Linked DNA regions of Mus musculus: region 1 is linked to region 2. The links are chromatin contacts, called in public promoter capture Hi-C maps. All regions are on one chromosome and are shown on one strand. The core of a region is the stretch at or near the end of the contact, and the rest is flanking DNA. Distances in the headings are between cores, read along the strand shown.

Region 1 (7,177 bases), core at 761-3,260, 390 kb after region 2:
AAGATTACTATAGTAAAAAATGGCCATTGTGAGAGGCCGGGTGTGATGGCGCACGCCTTTAATCCCAGCACTTGGGAGGCAGAGGCAGGTGAATTTTTGAGTTTAAGGCCAGCCTGGTCTACAAAGTGAGTTCCAGGACAGCCAGGGCTACACAGAGAAACCCTGTCTCAAAAAAAAAAAAAAAAAAAAAAAAAAGAAGAAAGAAAGAAAGAAAGAAAGAAAGAAAGAAAGAAAGAAAGAAAGAAAGAAAGAAAGAAAGAAAGAAAGGGCCATTGTACAAAAAGGAACCTACAGATTCAATGCAATCCCCATCAAAAGCCCAACACAGTTCTTTACAGAATTTGGAAGGCCAATTCTCGGCTTCATATGGAAATACAATCCCCTACCCCCAAGATACTAAAATAATCCCAAGCAAATAAAGAACTGCTGGGGGTATCACTATTCCCAATTTCAAGTTGTACTCCAGAACTATGGTAATAAAATCATCATGGTATTGGCATAGAAACAGACATGTGATCAATGGAATTCAATTTAAGACCCAGAAATAAGTTCACACCTATGGGCACCTGGTTTTTGATAAAGAAGCCAAAAATACATAGTGAAAAGAAAAAAAGACAGATTGGTCAAATTGGTTGTTTGCATGTAGAGGAATGCAAATAGATAAATTGTTATCACCCTGCACAAAATTCAACTCCAAATGGATCAAAGAGTTCAACATAAAACCAGATACATTGAAGCTGACAGGAGAGGACGTGAGGAGTAGTCGGCAACACACCAGCACACAGCTTTCTTTCTAATCAGAACACCAATAGCACAGGAACAATGACAATAAGTGGAACCTCATAAGACTAAAAAGTTGTTGTGTGGCAATGGATGCCATCCGACAAAGCAGCACACAGGCTACAGAATGGGAAATTGTTTTAAATAACTACACACCTGATAGAGGGACAATATGAGTTTATATGAAGAACCCAAAAAATTAGATGTAAGAAAACAGCCCAATTAAAAATGTGGTATATATCTAAACAGAGAATTTTCAAAAGAGAAATGACAGATAGCCAAGAAACACTTCGAGAAATGTTCAACACCCTTAAGGCATCAGGGAACTACAATTCAAAACCCCTTTGAGATTTCACCCTATACCAGTCAGAACAGCCAAGAGAGAGCTCTGACAGCTCCTGCTGGCGAGGAAGTGGAGAATGGGGACCACTCATCCATTGTTGGTGGGAGTGCATGCTTGTGCAGCCACTATGTAAATCAATGTTGGAGCTCCTCAGGAAGCTGGGTATAAATGTGTCCCTTAGGCAAATACTCAAAGGACACTACAGAGCCACCTGATCAACCATGTTCACTGCCACAGTTTTCATAGCAGCCCGAATTGGAAACAGCCTAGATGTCCATCAATGGATGAATAGATAAAGAAAACATGGCACATTTACACCAAAAACTCTTACTCAACTATTTTTTTAATGGCATCATGAAATTTGCAGGTAAGTGGATGGAACTAGAAAAGATCATCCTGAGTGAGGTCACCCAGACCATATAAAGTAACATCTGGTCAGAGGCCAGTCTATGGAAGGCAATTATGATATATATTAGCTTATATAGATTGTGTAGATTTTAGTTGGTAAGTCTTTAATAAGCAAGCTGCAATCCATATAACCACAGAGGCTACAGATAGAGTGAGGGACCTGGGGTGGGGAGAGAACAGATCTCCCTAAGATGGGGAGATGGACAGTTATGGATGGAGGAGGGTAGGGGTAACTGGAATGAATGGGAGGATCAAACGGTAAGGGTGAGGGAGACAGGTTAAAAGAGATACGGATAAAACTCAAGGCCATTCGAAAAATTGTATGCAACCTAATGCAGTAGAAGCTTTCTAAAATATATACATGTATGAAGGCTACCTAAAGGAAACGGCTTAATAACAAAGGAGATGGGCCCCAACTGGATAGTTCTCACCTCCAAATGAACTTTCTACTACAGGAAATGAGTCATAGCTAATTGAGTTGCTGGCCATATGGATCCCATTGGGAACTCCCAAAAGACCCAGGGTACTGCCAGGGCTATTGGTTGTTCTCAGTGAGAGCAAGGCTCTGTCGCTGCAGACAACATGTACAACTCACTAAACATGGAGAAGTAGAGCTGGTGCCTAACAGAAGCCCTCACGCCTACTGACTAGTTCATGTTCACGGTTCAGGAAGGTGCTCTGCACATTACCAAAGGAGAAAGTTAAACACCAACCCAGCTACAAACTCTTTAATCTCCAGTGGTGTCCTGCCTGCAAGATGTGCTAGTGCCGTGGGGGCACTAGGCCTGTGGGAGTGACCAGCCAGTATATAATGAGATTTAAGCCACACCCTGTGAGGCGGAGCCTATCTCCAACATTACCTGGAGATCAGATAGGCCAGGGACCTAGTGGAAAATCAAGTGCTACTGTTCTGCCAAAGAAGCAGTCCTCAACATGTGCACCTCCACCTCTGTGGGATAGCAGATATCCTGCATGCAGGCGCTTGCACTACAATTCACGACAGCAGCAAAATTACAGCTATGAAGTAGCAATAACTTTATGGTCGGGGTCACCACAACATGAGGAACTATCCAAGAGTTGCAGTGTTGGGAAGGTTAAGAACCACTGTGCTAAGGGCACACGCAGCAGTAAAAATAACTCCTAGCAATATTCTGCTAGACTCATAGGTCAGTGCCTTGCTCAGTGCTCAGCCATCATGAGAATCTTCCTCCTGCAGTAGATGGGAACAAATACTCACAGCTGGAAAAATGTGTGGAGTGAGAGACCTTGGCACCCTCAGTACTAAACAGGATGCCTCTGTCAAATCCTTCCCCTCGGGGCTCAGGTAACCCTGCAGAAAGAGGGGTAGAGCCAGAGGGAATGGAGAACAGACCGGAAAGACCGCTAGACCCAACAGGATGTGTTTTGTGTCTATTGGGTTTATGATGTTCTTTAGTGCCAGACTCTCCTTTACTTCTTCCAGTTGACCTTTGTAGAGGCTAGATTCAGGCAGAGCACTGAAGTCACTCTCCATCACTGTGGGGGGTTGATGTGTGGTTTTAGAGCCAATAGAGGTTTTGTTTGCTAGCTTTTAAATAAAACCGGGTGTCTAATATTTTTTTAAAAGTTCTGAGAAAATGACAATGATTTTACTTGTCTTCTAAATGCTTTTCTTTCTCTGTGTGTGCATGCATTCATGCATGGTTGTACTTGTGCATGCACGTGTATGCATTTACTCATGTGTGTGTGTGCATGTGTGCCCGTGTCGTTTTATTCTCATTTAACTTAGTTAGTTATTTGGTAAGTTACTTGGATGGGGCATGGCTCAGTGCATATTTGGAGGTCAGAGGACAACTCAGAGGGAACGGGTCCCCTCCTCCCCGTGTGGAACCTGGAGATTGAACTTAAAGTTTTCCGGCTTTCCAGAAAGCACCTTCACCCACCAACTCACCTCAGCAGCCCCAAAGAAATGAGAGATACAAGAACGCCTGCAAACCCACCTCCTCCACTCATGAACTGTAATAAACGACAAACGCCAACTGTTTTACCAAAATTCTGCACAGCTGACTTCTAATGTTCACCCTAGGTGTTGACTTCGATTAGCAAGTAAAACAAAAATTCCATAACTCATACCATACAGAAAGTGCACTTAGAAAGGCATGAGACCTTGGGAGGGTCTGAAGCTCTGTCTCCTGGTCAAAATAAAAAAAAAATTTAATAAAGAATCTAGAAATAGGTGAGAATTGCTTAATCTTAAATTTACTGGGAGGCCGGCATCATCATTGCTCTCTGGAGAATGTGCTGGGTATGGGTAGCCCATCTCTTTTCTCATAAACCTGAATTCATATCACCATCCAGCTCTGGCAACTGGTGGGTTTTTGTAATAATAAAGGGACTGGTGTGTGCTATATAGGAAGACCCTGTCTCAAAAACTAATTAAATAAGAAACAAAAAGCCCTCATTCTGAGAAAATTGGTGCCTATATTAAAGTCAGATATTGCTTGAGGCAAGGCTAAGAAAGGTCCTATTTTTGAAAGGGATCTATAGGATTGCCAAGAGAGCCTCAGACGTATCCCCGCTCAAGGTTATGGCTTCAAGTGCACGTGCGTGACTGGGGGTGATGGCACTGTTCTGGCTCAGGACTTCCAATGACTCCCAAATCTGTCACAGGCCAGCTCTGCCCTTCCTAGTGTGTCCTACTGTTTAAAGGTAGAAGGTATTAACATGCCAGGAAAGCTCAACGAAAAGCCTCAAATTGTGACACCCAGGGAAACACAGCCTATAATAAAATCTAAGTGTGCTGAGATTGCTTCAAGCGTAGAGAAACTCCACAAGGGACATCTCTGACAATGTTGTGCTAAGAACACTACAAACTCGGTGTTTGAAGCATGCAGGATGTCGGTCTAATATCCCATATGAAGGCTATTTTCCCTGGAAATTAACAAGGACGGCATACGGTTCAAGGGCTTCAGATATACAACTGTGCTCAGTATATCACATTCGTCAGGCATGATGACACTGAAAGAAGAAATAGAGGCTAAATACAGATGGCGACTGTTTACATGTATGAAGTTGTCAAAATAAACATCATTCTAAGTAAATTAAATATTAAACTCTGAAGCAATTCCCTCGTGGAAATAAGTATCAAACAGAAGGTTCCAAGGTTGTCTTAATTATTAGAGATGACCCAAGATTCACTGCCTTCTGGCACCCTTTCAGCCCCAGAAAAGATCAGTGTTGGTCAAGGTCATCTGTCAGCCCTTGGGGCGTGGCCATGAAGCTCTGAGCTGTTTCACGAGAGTGTACCTTGGCACCCAAACAGCCAACTCCTCAAAAATGCCGCCACAGGGGCCTTCCCGTATATTTAGAATTGTCTGATGGTGGAAATCTAAATGATAAATAATGGAGACTATTGACTCTGGAAGCACTTGCAGCATCATTCACATCAACTCAGTGATATACATCATTTAAAATGTGCCCAAGGATGTTCAGACTTCCATTACTGAGCATCCAAATCTATCTTTAATGCGGTGAGAGATGTGGCATAAATAAGAAAACTTACACAGTAGCTCACAACAGATGTAACATCTTATTTGTTATGATAATCACAATTTACATAAACAAATAAAAAGAAAGAATTGACAATAAGCTTAATTTTCAGGATCTCTGCTATTTTTTTAATTCCCAGATACAATTAGTTTTTAAAGAAATATGTGAGACAACTCAAGAAATTCCTGCAACAATGACCTAAAACCAATGTTAAAGATGTATTAAGAGCTGAACCAAACTAGACTAACCTTTTGGGCATCGGCTAGTTAAAAAGCAATGATAGCTTCTTTACTGGAGTGGTAGAAGGCTGTTCTTCAGTGGTGTGTTAAAACTTTTTAAATTACTTTTAAATCACTATTCTTATTAAAAATTATCCTATTGGTACTCAAAATGATATTTTAAAAAATTGGAATCAGCATAGAGAAGTGAGAAAAATGTCAGTTTGAAATTCCCCATCACCCCAGCCCTCTTACTGTAACTATAATTTCTGGAGTTTACACATGTGGTTGCATCCGCACAATGATAGGAAACATTTATCCCTGGTGAACTACAGGCTTCCTCAGCTTTTCTCAGTCAGAACAACTGTGCAAAGTCAGACCCACCCCAGCTTGCTTATGACTGACACAAGCTTTCATGGTCCCACCTACTGGCTCAGGAACAGTCAGGATTCTCTGCCCAGCAAACAACAGCAAGCTGGCACGAGACCACTATGTGCATACAGGAAATGGCTCTCATTCCCTGTGACTAGGGAAGAGAGACTGCAAGAACTCCTAGGAGCTGGGGAGATGGATCAGCAGTTAAGGGCACTCGTTTCTCTTCCAGACGACCCGAGTTTGGGTCCCATGTGTTCTGGCTCACAACCTCTTGTAACTACAGCCCAAGGAATTTGCTCCCTTCTGGCTGCTGTAGTCAGCCACACAAATGTGACATTCATTCACATAGGCACACATAAATAAAATAAAATAATTAATAAATATAAATAAAAACAAATATTTTAAAAGAACTCACAGAAGTTACTTAAACACAGAAAAAATATGCAAATGACTCAATTCATTTAAAAAGCCCCTTTCTTACTATAAGTAGTAAGAAAGTATAAGTCTCAAATGCTAGCAGAAATTGTCTGAGTTCTAGGACAATGGTTTCCTGAACACATAATGGTTCTTTATTCTGTATTTTAATCAAGAATGTTTACATAGTCCTGTATGGGATGTTTCAAGTATACCTTCTCCATGGTCCCTCTATTTATTAACTTGCCTCCAGCACTCTGGCCTTGTTTGATCTTGTGACTTTAAAGAAACACAGAACGTCTTTACCTATATTATATACAATACTCTGCTTTCAGGGAGTAGCAAACAGAAGCAAAGCTGAGCCCCTCTTGGCACTTTTCTCTCTCTCCGTCCTGTCACTGGAGAGGAGTCCAATGCTCCTTGATGACATCAAGTGGCAAAGAAGACAGTCACTGAGAGAAAGCCCTATAGGACAAGCCACTTCACAACATCCCCAGGAGGACCATAGTTGCTGGGCCCAACACTTCTTTCCAAGTGTTGCTGGCATCGCATCAAGCAGAAAGAAAGAAGTTTGGCTTTAGCTTACAAACACTCTAACTGGGGCTCTTTTATATAGACCTGGCCATGTTAATCACTGGGACATGGGTTCTTATAGCTGCAGGCACAATATGATCCCTGACAGAACACTGAGGTGCCCACATTTCCTACCCACTTCTCACGAATGCTCACGCTTCGTCCATTAAGCCAGCCTTGGTTTCTCCTTCAGAAAGCTTATCAAATCTATCAGGAGAGACCGTGTACTGGGCCAGACAATCCCGATTGAGCTTGCATGTGGCTTTGTAAATGAAGGGGGAAAGTAGGGGCCCTATAGCAGAGGCATCCAAGAATGACACCCCCACCCCCACCCCATAGAAGAACTGGCATCTCCACTCTCTGGGGTCAAGATCCAGCTGTTCATGGGCCAGAGTTGCCCTGTGGTTGCTGGAATAGAAACGAGAATCAGCCTATTCCCTACGTCACATCTGTTTTCCCGAGGTTTTGCTCTTTGGCCCATGTTCTCCTGAACTGAACTTAACAATTCATTTCTAGACACTAAGGATAATTATCCCTA
Region 2 (6,665 bases), core at 1,024-3,523:
TCTTACCTTATGCTGAATACAAACTAGGAAAAATGTTCTAGATTCAGAACATCATTCTGAAACATGTAGAGCCCAACATTTGGTTTCAGCTTGTCTAAATAAAGTATAGGAGGGATGTGTAGAGATCTGTAAGTGTGTTATTTTTCAGTTTTGTTCTGTTGTTTGCTTTTTGAGATCAGCCCAGCCAGCCTTAAACTCAGTATGTAGCTGACCCTACTGCCTCTACCTCCTAAGTATTATAATTACAGGTTTGTACCATGATACCCACTGAAACCTTTAAAGTTTTCACTGAAACTTAAAAGAAAGAAAGAAATGGAACAATTAGAGTCCTTTTCCAGATACGATTTTAAAACAGTGAACTTCCGCCGGGCGTGGTGGCCCATACCTTTAATCCCAGCACTCGGGAGGCAGAGGCAGGCGGATTTCTGAGTTTGAGGCCAGCCTGGTCTACAAAGTGAGTTCCAGGACAGAGAAACCCTGTCTCAAAAAACAAAAAACAAGCAAACAAACAAACAAACAAACAAAAAAGTGAACTTCCTTATAAGGGAGAAGAAGCCAGATAGTGGTAGCACACGCTTAGGAGGCAGAAGCAGGTGGATTTCTGAGTTCGAGGTCAACCTGGTCTATAGAATTCCAGGACAGCCAGGGCTACACAGAGAAACCCTGTCTCGGAACCACCCCCAATCCCTACCCCAAAATAAGGAAGAAGAAAATGTGCTAGAAAGAGTAAATGTCTATATCCTTGGGCCAGAGAGCTACCCTCCTTCAGTTCAGTGTTTACATTATAAACACAAGGACCCAGATCATCAGGGTGGGGCCTGTCCATTTGCACAGCTGCAGAAGGCCCAGGAGCATCCTCAAGGCTCCAGGGCCAGCATAATTATGCTAATCCACAAGCCCCAGGCCCCATTGAAACCCAGTGTCTCTAGAGAAAGAGTAGGAAGTGTCCTGGGGAAAGAAACCTGAGCCTGTGTGCCTGCCCACAGGTGCCTCAGGAAGAAAAAGAAAAGAACAATCTAAAAATACATTTAGGACCCAGATTTAGCTCCCAAGGGGTTTGATTCCTTGAGTGACAAACTAAGACAAAGGTAAGGGCAAGAAAGCCGCAAGGAGGGCTGTGTAAGTCCTGGAAAGATAAACTCTGAGGAGCTACTGAGGATTTGTTGTCCTCACGGGTCATAGCTACAAACTGCTTGACCTTTCTTGGGAAACAGAAAGGAGAGCTGACATATGTTAGCCCGAGGAATCTGAGAGCAGCTGCAGCCAGCCAGATGTGAAAAAAAATACTGCATTTGGTTTTGGCTGGAGGTGCTGGGTGAGTAGTCAGGCAGGAGACATCCAAAAAGAAGTCGGAGATGATGGTGGCTTGGGTTGGGGGAAGGTATCATTTAACATCTCAGGGGAACACACAGATTGCCTAAAGAAAAGATCACTGGGTAAGAAGGATGTAGAGTGAGGTCTTGAGTAACATTCAATGAAGATAAAGATAAGTCCGTCAAAAAGCAAGTATGTCTTGGAAACGAGCGTTTCAAGATTATCCAGGAAGCAGGGGGAGAGAACGTTTTAAAAAAGAAAGAAAAAGATAAAACCCTCAACAACATTCATGTATTGTTAGGGACATTCAGATAGGAAACAGGGGAGGGGGGTGGATTAGTCTCTAAAGGAGCACTTAATTCATATGGGGGGGGGGAACAGAGCAAAGTGAGGAAGGAAGCAAAAGAAGTAATCTCCACATGGTAAATAAACAGAATGAAATGTTGATAAAGATCAACAGATCCTTAAGACGTATGTGTCAAGTGATTTCAGTTGCTAAATTCTTGCTCGTACAGTATTCGTACCAGTCAAAAATTGCTTGCGCTCTAATTATAAACACGTGGAAAACAAAATCAGTCCAGCACGGTCTCAGATTTCTGTCAGAAATGCTGGACACAATAACTTAGCATTCTAACCTAAATTGCAACACAAACAAACCTAATGCTGGACACAATTACTTCACATTCTGACTTAATAGCGACACAAGCAAGCCTAAGTGGGAAGGCAGGCACTTCAATCTGCCACCAAGCTTGTAAGACTAAAATGAACAGTTTTGCTTACCACACAAAGGATCTTGTATTTCTTGAGACTGTCTTTCTTAATGGGCTCCTCTGTGGCTAATGCTAGCCTGGAATCCATTGTTCCCGTAGCTGTGTAAACCTGTCTAGCCAGAAAATAAGGCTCTTTCTTCCCTCTGGGGAGGGAAAAAGGAACTGTCCTGCCTGCCCCAGCTGTGACTGACTTTTAAATCCGGGAGAAAAGCAGAGCTCTGTAGCGATTGGTCAATTGAAGAGGGAAAAGCCTTGTTAACAAACAGCGTTGCCCACAGAATAAAGTCCATTTCTCTCTCGGACATTGTGGACAGCAGTTCTTTACAGCTTTAGAAGTAATAATGCATACTAATCGGGATATGTAGATAGCAAGAATAGAATATTAATCACACTTATAAAAAGCTACTCATTTGTTTTGTTTTTGTCTGTGGAAAGAACTTGTGTCACTTCTTATCTCCTAAGCACCAGGATTACATCATGTGTCCCCCAATTTACAAATTGCTGGGAACTGAATCCATGGCTTCATACCAGCTGAGCTCCACCCCAGCTCGGTTGCTTTCTGGGTTTTGTTTCTGTTTGTGTGTTTGGCAGTATCATATACCATGTTAGTCAGAGTGGTTTTCCAAGCCCTCCTATCTCAATCTTCCAAAGGCTGACAAGAAGCCCTGTACAGGGAGTTTGTACATCCATATAGATGTCATGCTGCAGTTGCAAGCTAGTACATTTATTAAAGGACTGGAGGACTGGAGAGACAGCTCAGCAGTCATGAGCTCTTGCTTGCTTCTGCAGAGAAAGTTCAGATCTCAGCACCTCTGTCAGGCTGCTCAGCAGTTCCAGCTCCGGGGACCCGATTTCCTCCTCTGTCCTCCAAGGCCCCCTGCACTCATACACACACACACACCCCGCCCCCAACATACACACACACACACAATATACATTAAGTAATTAAAACAAAATAAAATGTGTTTGATTATAATAGAAATTCTGAAACTACTATAAAGATTTTTTTAATTATGAGAGGAGTGTATCTTACATTTTAGAATGTCTACAGTTTAAGAATTATTTTAAAGCAAACGACAAAATAGTATGTGTGGTGGTTTGATAGGAAGGGCTCCCATAAGCTTATATATTTGAGTGCTTAGTCACCAGAGAGTGGCGCTATTTCTAGGAATCAGATGGATTAAGAGGTGTAGTCTTGTTGGAAAAAGTGTGTCCCTTGAGGGTGGGATTTGAAGTTTCAAAAGTCCACTGTCTCCTCCCCCTCTTCCCCCACCCCCCTCTCTCTCAGTCTCAGTAGATAGATGGAGAAATAAATAGATAGATAGGTAGGTAGATAGATAGATAGATAGATAGATAGATAGATAGATAGATAGATAGATAGATAGAGGGATGGATAGATATATTCCTACCTATGGATCAGGATGCAAAACTCTCCAAAGCTACTTCTCCAGTACTGTCCAGTACTGTCTTCTCCAGTACTGTGCTCCCAGGCAAGATGATAATAGACTAACCTTCAAAAATATACCTAAGTCCACACTTACATGTTTTCTCTGATAAAAGTTGCCTTGGTCATAGTGTCTCTTCACATTGATAGACTAAGATACTATGTTTTCACTGTTTTTTGCATTATATGGTATTTTGTTAGGGTTCTCTAGAATCACAGAACTTATGGGTAGTCTCTATATAGGAAGGGAATTTGTCTGTAGTCCAACTCCCCAACAATGGTCAGCAGCAGCTATGAATGGAAGTCCAAGGCTCTAACAGCTACTCAGTCCCACAAGGCAAGCAGTCAAAGAAAAGAGTCTTCCTTCTTCCAATGTCCACAAATTGGAATCCAGCAGAAGGTGTGGGGTGTGGACCAGATTAAAGGTGTGTACCACCAAGCCTGGATCTGGGACTTGCTTTATTCCAGATGATCTTGAACTCAGAGCTCTCCCTGCCTTACTCTCCTGGGATTCATAGCCACTATGCCTCAAGATCTCCATGCCAAGTGTTGGGAGCTATTAAGACAACACTATTGTCCTGATCTCTGAATTGGGCCTCCCCCCCCCAGAAGAAAAGGGGGTCAAAAGCAGGCCACCGACACATCGCTCTGAGAACAACCACAGATTGTTCCAGCCCTAAATCAGCGCCGGATGTCCTGACCTCAAGATGTACCCTGATACCTCCAAGTTCCTGCTTGCTTCCCCGTGTAGTCGCCAAAAGAAAAATTTCCGCTGCCCCATCCCTCCTGCTGAGAAGTACTTCCTCTTTTTCTGCTGCCCCATCCCTCCTGCTGAGAAGTACTTCCTCTTTTTCTGCTGCCCCATCCCTCCTGCTGAGAAGTACTTCCTCTTTTTCTGCTGCCCCATCCCTCCTGCTGAGAAGTACTTCCTCTTTTTCTGCTGCCCCATCCCTCCTGCTGAGAAGTACTTCCTCTTTTTCTGCTGCCCCATCCCTCCTGCTGAGGTGCATTTCCGCTGCCCCATTCTTCCTGCTGAGAAGTACTTCCCCTTTTGCTTGTGCATTTAAACCTTGAGCCTTGCTAATACAGTGAGACCTTGATGTTACTCAGACTGCTTCCATGTGTCGTTCATTGCACAAGGTTCTCGCCTCTCTCTACCCCCCATTTGGTTCTTAGGAGAAGGTCCCCTTGAGACCCTCGAATAACTTGACCTGCTGGACGGGTCAGACAAGATCCAGGTCAGAAACTTGTATCTCCCAGCCTCAAGATCACAGGTGAGCCTTCTAATTCTAGATTGTAGTTCATTCCAGATATAGTCAAATTGACAAACAGAAATAGCCACTACTACAGTATTAAGTAGCTTTCCAAGTAGGAAGGAGTTGGACTGGACCAAGTTTTATTAAGTCTCCTTACCCACTGGGCTACTATGAATGCAGATGAGAATGTGCCACAGACTTGCTTCATGATGCTAAGGTTGGATCAAGCAACTGACAGCTGCAGAACTTGAGTCTTTGATGTTTTCTTCCCTTCTCTGTCTCCACCCCTATCACTGGGGCCTCTAATGGCTTCAACATCTATGTAGTCCAATTCTTGGCTTCCTTTAGTTCCAGCCAAAGGGACCCTGTTCTCAGGTCCAAGACAGTTCCATCACTCTAACTTGACCTGATAGAGTACTCATTCCTGGCAGCTGGAGGTTGCTCAGCCCTGTTTGAAGGGATACAGTTCATCAGGGCAGGAATAATTCGATGACTCTATGATGGCTGCTTTCTCACGCCTTAAGAAATGTTTTCACGAATTATCTGATGTCAAACTAAGGATAGCTTTAAGGATGTTTGCTCAATTAGGAAATGATTGCTTAGTATGTGTAAGTTCATAGGTTCAGTTTAAGTATTTAGAAATGACATGTGCCCCTCATAATTGTTTTATTCTTCTCTGTCAAATGAGTAGATTAAAGCCCTGGTTGTTTAAATGATGTGGTTACTTTCTCAGTATTGCCTGTTTGCTAAACATCAGAATAAGACCTGGAGCCCAAGTCTTCTAATTTCCCATTCCAAGCCTATTTTAAACAATCAACTAAAAGGTCCTTGTGGTGGTTTGAGTAGAAATTGCCCCCATAGGCTGGTCTGAACATAACAGAAAACTGCAATAATAAGTTTCTGTTGTCTAATGTATATAGACTGGGGCTTCACATTATGTTTACTCTGTCATGAGATAAAGATTCAGGTCAATGGAAAAAAGTAAATAAATAACAGTGGAGTCAAAAGTCATACTGAACTCTTCAAGTTGTGATGACATTAAAGCCAGTGAGTTTTAGAATACAGTATTGTGGAATATTAGTTCCATAAGCACTGCCTGCCTTGTCAAACAAACTCTGAGAACGCCTCTCTGGTATAGAGATTATTTAAAATGCCCCATTACACCCCATGGAAAGCACTGATCTGGGTAAACTTGTGCAACTATAACACAGCGAAGATAAATATGAGAAGAATATGCTTTGCTAAAGGAACACTCAGAAATGTTAAGAATAGCTCCTAGAGGGCTGGTGAGATGGCTCAGTTGGTAAGAGTACCCAACTGCTCTTCCAAAGGTCTGGAGTTCAAATCCCAGCAACCACATGGTGGTTCACAACCATCCATAACGAGATCTGACTCCCTCTTCTGGAATGTCTGAAGACAGCTACAGTGTACTTACATATAATAAATAAATAAATCTTAAAAAAAAAAAAAGAATTTGCTGTTACCTTTAAAAAAAATAGCTCCTAGAACCATATCAAATCTGTCTTGTGTTAGTCAAGTCACTCTCCCAAGCAAAAACATCTATATCACAAAAGCCAAGTTTCTTTGATGACTTTGTGGGTGTCCAAGTCTATTCAGTCATTTCCTTGGCCCATTATGTACCTACTTTTTTCTACGCAAGCCCTATCTGTAGAATCAGGATCATTAACTGCTAAAACAAAAGGAATTCTTTTCAGAAGTGGAAGATTCTATTGAAATCATGAAGCCCAGGACTTGCATAGTTTTAAATTAATAAATTCTGTCCCTTGACAGTTTTATACATTCATATTGTGTGCTCTGGTTATTGTCCACACCCCCAATACACCCTCTCTTACCTGCAGTTCATTCCTGTTAGTCACCCTT

What was found. Promoter capture Hi-C pulls out the DNA fragments that hold promoters and counts their contacts.
Region 1: a promoter capture Hi-C map of 3T3-L1-derived adipocytes shows a contact between it and region 2, with 3 times the contacts expected there. The contact joins the enhancer-like site here to the promoter of Enpp3 in region 2. A contact is called at or near these places in 4 of 39 promoter capture datasets (3T3-L1-derived adipocytes, HPC-7-derived erythroid cells, cranial neural crest and 1 more), 1 of 15 datasets of contacts at CTCF or cohesin (the NIH/3T3 cell line), 5 of 115 datasets of contacts at active chromatin or transcription factors (embryonic basal ganglia, embryonic hindbrain, embryonic stem cells and 1 more) and 3 of 9 other capture datasets (adipose tissue, liver and macrophages).

What each region holds. Positions count from the first base shown.
Region 1 is chr10:25,222,536-25,229,712 of GRCm38.p6, forward strand. The region is part of intron 6 of Akap7 (A kinase (PRKA) anchor protein 7); the gene reads right to left. Among named protein-coding and RNA genes, the nearest start is that of Gm25016, 40 kb to the right of the region's middle. Within about 2 kb of position 2,011, at least 8 of the 459 cell types and tissues checked have an H3K27ac peak or open chromatin away from gene starts, as enhancers often do.
Region 2 is chr10:24,833,922-24,840,586 of GRCm38.p6, forward strand. It overlaps Enpp3 (ectonucleotide pyrophosphatase/phosphodiesterase 3), which reads right to left and starts at 2,274. Exons shown (of 25, transcript NM_134005.2): 1 at 2,095-2,274. The coding sequence starts at 2,172.